Linked DNA regions of Macaca mulatta: regions 1 and 2 are each linked to region 3. Evidence: chromatin contacts called from public Hi-C data. All regions are on one chromosome and are shown on one strand. The core of a region is the stretch at or near the end of the contact, and the rest is flanking DNA. Distances in the headings are between cores, read along the strand shown. Region 1 has its middle 6.9 kb from the start of GHRH. Region 2 holds the start of MROH8 (maestro heat like repeat family member 8). Region 3 holds the start of BLCAP (BLCAP apoptosis inducing factor).

What was found. Hi-C and Micro-C count contacts between places; a contact is called where the count stands out from the background.
Region 1: a Hi-C map of fetal cortical plate shows a contact between it and region 3, with 2.5 times the contacts expected there. The contact joins the enhancer-like site here to the promoter of BLCAP in region 3. A contact is called at or near these places in 9 of 14 Hi-C or Micro-C datasets (CD4 T cells, blood, cortical neurons and 5 more).
Region 2: a contact with region 3 is called in a Hi-C map of fetal cortex germinal zone, with 3 times the contacts expected there. The contact joins the promoter of MROH8 here to the promoter of BLCAP in region 3. A contact is called at or near these places in 5 of 14 Hi-C or Micro-C datasets (blood, cortical neurons, fetal cortex germinal zone and 2 more).

Annotation. Positions count from the first base shown.
Region 1 is chr10:90,122,627-90,125,772 of T2T-MMU8v2.0, forward strand. No RefSeq gene overlaps it. Among named protein-coding and RNA genes, the nearest start is that of GHRH, 6.9 kb to the left of the region's middle. Within about 2 kb of position 1,270, at least 14 of the 40 cell types and tissues checked have an H3K27ac peak or open chromatin away from gene starts, as enhancers often do. A contact at or near this core is called in fetal cortical plate, where this site is marked.
Region 2 is chr10:90,035,151-90,037,927 of T2T-MMU8v2.0, forward strand. It overlaps MROH8 (maestro heat like repeat family member 8), which reads right to left and starts at 1,429. Exons shown (of 24, transcript NM_001193970.2): 1 at 1,041-1,429. The coding sequence starts at 1,327. RPN2 (ribophorin II) reads left to right here and starts at 939. Exons shown (of 16, transcript XM_077951714.1): 1 at 939-1,187.
Region 3 is chr10:90,384,631-90,387,505 of T2T-MMU8v2.0, forward strand. BLCAP (BLCAP apoptosis inducing factor) reads right to left here and starts at 1,553. Exons shown (of 2, transcript NM_001190863.1): 1 at 1,525-1,553. LOC144332147 (a long non-coding RNA gene) reads left to right here and starts at 1,920. Exons shown (of 2, transcript XR_013399921.1): 1 at 1,920-2,507; 2 at 2,562-2,875.

The sequences.
Region 1 (3,146 bases), core at 20-2,519, 260 kb before region 3:
TTTTTCAGAAACTGCCAGTCTTTTCCAAAATGGCTGTACCACTGACTTTCCCCCCAGCAGCGATGGGGGTCTGTCCCTGAAATTCTTAAATGAGCATCTATTTCCTCATCTCACAAACCTCTCTTAAGCAACTAATTAGGCCCACGTAGAGCTTGCTGGATTAGCTGTCCAGCTCCGAGTGGCTTGGTCCCTTTTGTGCAGTTACGGGAGTGGGGCGGGCCTCTCCCCTCCGCATAGCATCTTCTGGGGTACTATGAGGAACGTAGAGTGTTTGGACACAGTGCTTGTCTTCAAAGAGCTACAGGAGGAAGCTGAATCACTACCCCGGGCAGGTAGATCCAGAGAGGGACACAGTATCCGTATAAACGCTCCAAGAATCGAGAGAAGGGAGAAGTCACGTAAACCCAGGAGTTCATCAGACACGAGTAGGGAGAAGCTTAAAATGGGAGCACAGGTTTAGGGGACAAATAGATTTGGATTTGAAACCAACTCTGCCATTTGCCCCATGTGAGATTCTAGGCAAGCTCAATCCCTTAATCTCTCTGAGCCTCAGTTACTACATCTGTACAATGGGGTGATAAGAACTACCACTCCAGGTTGTTGTGAGAACCAGAAATATGCTTGGCCAGGCGCGGTGGCTCACATCTGTAGTCCCAACACTGGGAGGCAGAGGCAGGCAGGTTGCTTGAGCCCAGGAGTTCGAGACCAGCTTGGGCAACACAGCGAGACCCCCGTCTCCACAAAAAGAAAGAAAGAAAAAGAAATATGCATGTTGGTGTCTGATATGTAAGTGTCTTGGCAAATGGTAGCAGTTATTGTAGTTTTTCAGAGCTGAGCTCTGAAAAAACAGGCAGCTTGGTGGCAGCCTGGCGGCGGGAAGGGCTGGGAGCCATCCTGGTGACAGGCTTTATTTGCAGTAAATTCTCAAACCCACTGAGAAAGAGCATAGTGGGGCGGGGGGTGGGGGAGGATGGGGAGCTAGAAAGAACCCAGAGAATGAAAACCCAGCCCCTTCCACCGATTCCCACCGCCGCCTTGTCCTTGTCCTCCGAGTGGTGATGAGAACGCCTCGGTCGCCGCCCAGCTCACTTTCCCAGGACGTGTTTTAACCCAGCGTTAATTAGTGATTGTGGCTGCATCTAGGGCTGGGGGCTTGAGCTGAAGAAAGAAAGTGCCCCAGAGAAAGGCAGACTTTAAAAGGCCCCAAAAGGCTGGGGCAGTGAGGCTCTGCGGAGAAGGAGACAAGCCGTGCATTTGTGTTGCAAATTTCCAGTGTGTGCAAGCCAGCCATTCAAAGAGGGCGATGCTACTGGCAGCCGGCATGGGGGTGGGGAGGGAAAGGAAGTCCACAAAGGGGGCCTGTCTGAGGACCTCAGACCCTGCTTTGTGAAAGCTGCTTTCATCCCCCTCCCTGGTTGATGGCAGTGTTCCCAGTCCAAGGCCACTGTGCAAGGATGCAGAGGCCTGGACCCCAGACTCCCAGATTATCTTGACCCTCCCTGCTTGCCCTTCTAGGCCTGTTTTTGTGGCATCACCAACAGCAGGTGTCTGAGTGCTCCCGGGTACTGTGTCAGAGGAGACCGGGTTTAAGTGGTGTGGGCTTGCTAGGTGGCTTCAGGCAAAGTCACTTGACCTCCCTGAGTGTCAGTTTCCTCTTCTGTAAAATGGAGCTGATGTGGTCCTTTCTCCTGCTTCACAGGGTCCTACCCAAACAGAAGGGCCTGTGATTGGATGGCAGCTCAGAGCTTCATTTCTTTCTGAAAAAGTCTGCATCTGGGAAAGTCATTAGAAGAGCTCTTTTAATGAAGAGATGAGGTCAGTTGTACTTAGCGAATCAATGATGCAACTCTGGGCTCCTTGGAAATGTTACTCCCATGAGTATTTTAATTTTTTTTTTTTGAGACGGAGTTTAGCCCAGGCTGGAGTGCAATGGCACGATCTCAGCTCACAGCAACCTCCACCTCCCGGGTTCAAGCAATTCTCCTGCCTCTGCCTCCCCAGTAGCTGGGATTACAGGCATGTGCCACCACGCCCAACTAATTTTGTATTTTTAGTAGAGATGGAATTTCACCATGTTGGCCAGGCTGGTCTTGAACTCCACTCACCTCAGGCTCCCAAAGTGCTGGGATTACAGGCATGAGCCACCGCGCCCAGTTCCATTTTTTTTTTTTTTTTTTTTTTAGACAGAATCTTGTTTTGTCACCCAGGCTGGAGTGCAGTGGTGTGATCTCTGCCCACTGTAACCTCCGCCTTCCAGGTTCAAGCGATTCTCCTGCCTCAGCTTCCCAAGTAGCTGGGACTACGGGCATGAGCCACCATGTCCAGCTAATTTTTGTATTTTTAATAGAGACAGGGTTTCACCATGTTGGCCAGGCTGGTCTTGAACTCCTGACCTCAAGTGATTCGCCCGCCTCGGCCTCCCAAAGTGCTGGGATTACAGGCATGAGCCACTGCACCTGGCCCATGAGTATTTTGAACATTCACCGTGCTTGGAAACTTTGGGCCTGCCACAAGTCAATGAGGCACGCTAGCCAGGTTGGTTTTTGAGTTGGTAGACTTGGTGCAGGTGCCAAGCTGCTTCACAGGAGGCTGTCCCCAGCTGATCCTCGGGCAACCTCTCCCTGGTGAAGATCCGACCATACTTCAAAAGCCTCTTGGAGGCCATCTCTCCAAGAAGCATTCTTCCTCCCTGGCCTTGCCTGTGGTTGAGTGATTTTGTAATTTTATATGCAGAAAAATGTCTGCTTTCCTGAGACCCTTGGGATGCCTGGGACCAAATCTTTGAGCCCTCTAAAGCTTTCTAATCAAAGTGTGGTCCATAGACCAGCAGTATTGACAGTACCTTGGGGCTTGTTAGGAGTGCACAATGTCAGGCTCCACTCTGGACCAACTGAATCAGACGCTAAAATCTGTGAGGATTCTAAAGGCATCAGGCACCCTGCTGTGTAAACGCCCAGGATTCTGATCAGATAAGAGGGCCATGGCCTCAGGCAGCCGGGAGATGTCGCTGTTCCCCAGTCACTGGCGTTGTCAGGTTTTACTACCAGTGCCAGAGGCCCCGCGTGTGGGGCTTTGTTCGCTGTGAAATCCCAGGACCACGAAAGGGTCAGGTCAGGTTTGTCATGCCACCCTTTTGTCGGCCACTC
Region 2 (2,777 bases), core at 179-2,678, 350 kb before region 3:
TACTTGGGAGGCTGAGGCAGGAGGATCGCTTGAGCCCAGGATGTCGAGGCTGCAGTGAGCTATGATCACACCACTGCACTCCAGCCCAGGCGACAGAGCAAGATCCCGTATCAATAAAAAAGGAAAGAAAAGAAATAATGTTTGTAGAGCCCTCGGCACAGTGTCGGGTTATACTGTAAACATTCAGTAATTGGCGCTAGTTATTAGAGCGGTGTTCCTGGGTGAGCCACTTCCGTGATGAGCCTGTAAAACTGGCCTAATATGTTCTCTATGAGTTACTGCATTGCTCTGCAAATCAGATAAAACGTCACTCGTAGGTCAGTTATTAACAACCCAAGGGATAATCTTTGGAAAAAACTGACATAATTTTCTTTCTTTTTTTTTTGGTGAGACGGAGATTTATTCTTGTTGCAAAGGCTGGAGTGCAATGGCGCAATCTCGGCTCACCGCATCCTCCGCCTCCGAGGTTCAAGAGGTTCACTTGCCTCAGCCTCTCGAGTAGCTGGGATTACAGGCAAGTGTCACCACGCTCGGCTAATTTTGTATTTTTAGTAGAGATGGGGTTTCACCGTATTGCCTAGGCTGATCTCCAACTCCTGAGCTCAGGTGATCCGCCCGCCTCGGCCTCCCAAAGTGCTGGGATTACAGCCGTGAGCCACTGCGCCCGGCCAGAAACTGCCACAATTTACTAGAGGGGGAAAAAAAAAAAAAAAAAAAAAATTCCCTTCTAAGCTATCCCCTCCTGTCGAGACCCTTCCTTTTCCTTTAAAATGGGCCGGGCAGCAGAAAGACGAGTGAGTGACAGCAGATGCGCCAATCAGAAGCGGCCCCGTCTCGGGCCCACCCCGAGGCCTGGCCCAACCACGTCCCGGTAGCTCCCGGAATAGGAGCGTTGCGAGACGGTCGGTTCCAAGTGGGCCTAGGCGCGGGGGGGAGGCGGGTCTGTCCTCGGGAACTGCAAGGCCCTGTGCGCGGGAGGACTGAGATCCCGGCCGCGGCTGCTGGAAGCGTCGAAGTTCAGCGGGGCCGCCGACACTGACCTGTGCTTAGAACTCATCCTGGCCCGCAGAGCCTGCCGCGAGTCCCTGGCGTCCCCTGTGGCGGGCTCTTGGAGCCACTTTCCCGAGCGGAAGTCAGCCTGCGGCTCGGACTCCGGCGGGACCTGCTCGGAGGAATGGCGCCGCCGGGTGAGGAGTTGCGCGTGGCTTATCGATAGGGCCCCACGGCCAGCACTCTTTGGGGAGAGGGCTGTCGCCCGCGGGAGGCTACTCGTCGCCGCTCGAGAGCCGGCCAGGCGGGATCCCCTTCCCCTGCGGGACAGGGGCATGGGCACAAGCTCTGGCTGGGGCGCTGTCGGGTCGAGGGTCCGAAGGAGGGCTGCGAGCTGGTGGGAGTGCCCGCGACCTGGAGGGGTTGGTGCCTGGGGGAGGGGTGCAGCGCGGAGCTACGGGTCGCCCCGAGGCCCAGCCGTGGGGACTGCGGCCGCCCTTAGCCATAGGCCTGGCCTCACTCATTCATTTCATTCGCGCGGGCTCCTGGGCCAGGCGGCCTAAGGTTCTGGTCCCGGTGCTGCCCCTTACTCCGTGTGAGGTTTCGGCCAGATTGTCCTTTCGGCTGTAGTTTCCCCTTCAGTGAAAGGGGCAAAGAAAACCCCTCACTTCTCTCTGGGAGCCTGGAGCATAAGTTCTGAAGTGACACTGTGGGTGCAAACTTGCAGTCGGCCACGTATTCATTGTGTAACCCAAAGCAGGTTACTTAACCCCTCTGCACCTCAGTTTCTCATGTGTAAAGTAAGTTAGTCAAATTAGTCACGTTGTCTGCTTCGTTGAGTTGCTCTATTAAGTGAAATAATCTTCGTGCATAGTTTAGAACAGCGCATGGCCCTAAGAACTCAGTAAAGTTAACTGCATCGGAAGTTACTGAGTAGACGCCGTGCAGGGTGGAATCTCATGTAGCCTCATCGTAACTTTGGAAGCATGTACTCTTGTTACTACCATTTGACAGATGAGAAGTTGGAATCCCACAGAAGGGAACTTACTTGCCCAGGGTGACACATGAATGAGTCAGTGGCTCACCGTTTCATTATTTGAGAAGTTTAGAATAGTAAAGTGGTTAAAAGCAGACTTTGGATTCAAATTGCCTGAAGTTTGATTCTCAGCGATGTGTCCTAGGGCAGGTAACTACTTCTGAGCCTCACTTTCCTGGTCTGTGAAATGCAGAAGATAGCCACCTTACTTAGATGTGAGGATTTAATGATTTGGTGTGTGCAAAGCACAGCATAGCGTGGGCATACCCAACATGCTAAGTGCTCGACTTTTAGTCAGAAAAGTTACTGCTCTCATTAACATGGAGTGAGAAGATTAGGATTCTGACACAGGTGCTGTTTTAGGGGAATTTACGGTCTAGGTGGGAAAAAACTAGTCACAGCCATTCACTAGATCTTCATATATTGTGTGCCTGCCTGTACACAAGGCATTGGGGATTCAGCATTGGTGTCTTGACTCCTCTTTCTCTTAGGTCTTTCTGTCCATTGGCAGTTCTGATAGGCTTTGACTTTGAATTCTAGCCAGACAAACTCTCATCACTTCTCATCATGTTCACTGCTGTTGCCCTGGTTTGGGCCACCATCATCTTCTGGCTTGGATTATAGCGGTAATCTCCCAACCGGTGTCCCCCACTCTGTCCTTGCACCTGCATGGTCTGTTCTCCACACAGTATTGTTTATTCTCAACACGGTAATACCATTAGAGTGTAAATCAAATCACACCTCTGCTTAG
Region 3 (2,875 bases), core at 303-2,802:
TTTGCAGTTAACTCCCTCTCCCCCGCGCCCCCACCAGAGATTTAAACGTGTGCACTCATGCACATACACAAAACACTAGTCAAACAACAATCTCTTTTCCCTTGGTGACCTCTGACTTCCTCTATATGCCCCAGAGACATGTTGTCACCATCTTCCCTGGGAATGATCCTGTTTATCCTCCCCTCCCCCACTTGCCCTCCCACAGGGCCCATGCCCCAGCAGGATCCAGATTCCTGAGCATTTCCAGAGCAGGAAGTCAGAGAGGCAGGCAACGCATGGTTCTTGGTATATCGCACAGGGACAGGCTTGAAATGGAATGCATGTGTTTCAAAGATAGGAGAACAACAACAAAAAAAGACAGCCTAACCCAGATTCCTCTTTGAAACAACATATTACAGATTAAAGGTTAAACTGGTTTTGGCAGCAACTCTAATAAGACCAATTTCAGATATGGAATTGACCTGGTCACTGGAAACCGACCAGGCTTCCCGTGATCAAATCTTTTAACAGATTTGCTTGACATTAATTAGTCTCTGATTTAAAACAAACAAGCAAACAAGATCTAACACTTTGGGCATTAGCACTTAAACTGGAACTTTTTTTTGGTCCCAGCTTTGGTGTTGCCGTCCAGAAGGCTGACGGGATGACTGGACCATGTCAGGCAAGGCAGAGAAGCCGTCCCCAACACACCAGTTCCCTGAAAGGGATAAAGACGATCCAAACCTATAAAGAGAAAGGCTGTTTCTTTCCGAGGACAGACCCCAGTCTCCCAACATTTAGCGCTGAAATGGGACACGAAGACCTGGAAGGAAACTAAAGGAGATTTGGAAAGGGGAAGGAAAAAGCAACTGTCTCCCATCCCCCATGCTTCCTTTCCAGGACATTAGTGTGCCAGGCATTCCGTTCTTTCAGCTGCCCTTGAGGGCCACTCCCCACGTCTATAGAAGGAAAACGAAGGGGTGTCCACCCTTAGATGTAAAGTTGGAGGGAGTAAGAAGCGCCCGCGACTCTTAGCAGAGCGTCAACCTATCACCCCAGACACCTAAGCGGGGCCTCGAGCGGGAGACCCTCTCTCCCCTCACCCCCACGTCCCCCGCCCCGGCCAAAAAAAAGCAACTAAAGTAACTACACTGATGGGGACAGAGTGACAGGCCTCTCACAAGCTGGGCACCCTGCGTGGAACCCGGGGCCGCAGAGATGGTGGTCGCGCTCCCCAGCCCCGTGCCCCGGCTCTGCCTGCCTCATCCTGCAAGGACACTGACCTTGGACAAGGCCGGAGCGAGCACCCAGGAGTACTGTGACCACCCCCGGGCTGGAAAGGGACCCCCAAGGCCCAGGTTAGGTCCAATCACAGCAATCACCTGAAGCCGGACAGGGGCGCCCTCCCTTCCCGGGGGTATGCGGATGGAAAACCCCAGTGACGGGGACCGGGCGACGCCTAAGGTGACCCAGAAGGGACAATATGGCGGCGCGGCCGCATGGAGGGCCTCTCATCCCGCCCCAAGCAGGTTGACGCCACGGTACCTGCAAGCCCTGCCATGGCGCCGCCGCCACTGTCGCCGTCTGCCGCAGCCTGCCTCCACCTCAGCTCGCCACGGACGCCGCAGGAAGCCGGGGAGACGCCCCCTTCGTCTTCTAGTGGAGCCGGCCGAGGACCCATCCTGGAATCGGGCTGCCTACCACAGACGCCTGATCACACGGCCCGAAGAGGGGAGCTCACCCTCGCCCCATCTCCCCTAAATATCAGCCACAGGCCACCTTTGAGTCCTTTGTACGCACTTTTACAAAATTCTGGGAGCGCCGAGGTCCTCAAGCCCTAATAATTTTTATCAGGCGCAGTGTGGACAGCCCCGAAGCGCTGCCGGGTCCCCTCATGCATATGCAGCAAATTGTGATCTTTACTTCGTGAGCGCGGGGCGGGCCGGGTTGTGTTCCTCTGGGTGAACCCGCTTAGTTCTTCCCCGCGCGGACGGTCCGGGGACTCGGGGAAAACCTTCTCGTGGCTCAAAGTCCACCCCCTCCCTAGCGTTTCATCATGCAGCCAGGGCTCAGGAGCTGAGAGAGCCGGGCTCAGAACTTGGAACTGCCTTGGGTCAGGCCCCGGCTCCCCAACTTGCCCAGTATCTTGGGCGAGGGAGCCTCTCCCCCGCCCCTACCCGGCTTCTGATGAAATGCCCACCTTACGGCTTTTATGGGGCTTGAATGAGTTCGTGTAGTCATTTATTAGCTAATTAAGCGTATTCCTTGGGCGCTTACTGTACCCAAGCTCAGTGCTAAGGGCAAGTAGAGTGGGTGTCCTGGGTCTGTTCCTGACCTCAAGGCGCTGCCAGTCTAATGGCGGGTAGGCGGGGAGACAGTCATATAATCACTGTATATTAGTGACTTGAATCAATACATAATTACACATCATGGGAAGTGCTGTGAGAAGAAGTAGAGAGTGTTAGGAGAAATTAATGGAGTCCTAATGTAGGGAGAGGGTGGAACCTCTTTGGGAAGATGGCATTTAGGTTGAGAAACCAAGGACGATTAGGGCAAGAGTGAGAGGGGAAGATGGCATTTAGGTTGAGAAACCAAGGACGATTAGGGCAAGAGTGAGAGGGGAAATGTTCTAGACAGAAAGAACATTTGTCCCAGATGTGGAGCTGGGAAGGGGCAGGGTTAGGGTGAGGTGAGCACCAAAGAAGACAGGTCAGCTGTATACTGTATTTGGCTTTTCTCTTGAGAGTTAGGGGAAGCCATTTTCATCAGGAAAAGGATAGCAAATTTGGATTTCTGAAAGGCCACCCAGACCGCATGGCTTGGAAAGCACTCAGGAGTGGGTGTAGGCAGACCAGTTAGGAGGTGGTTGCAGCTTTCCAGACAAAAGCTAATGCTG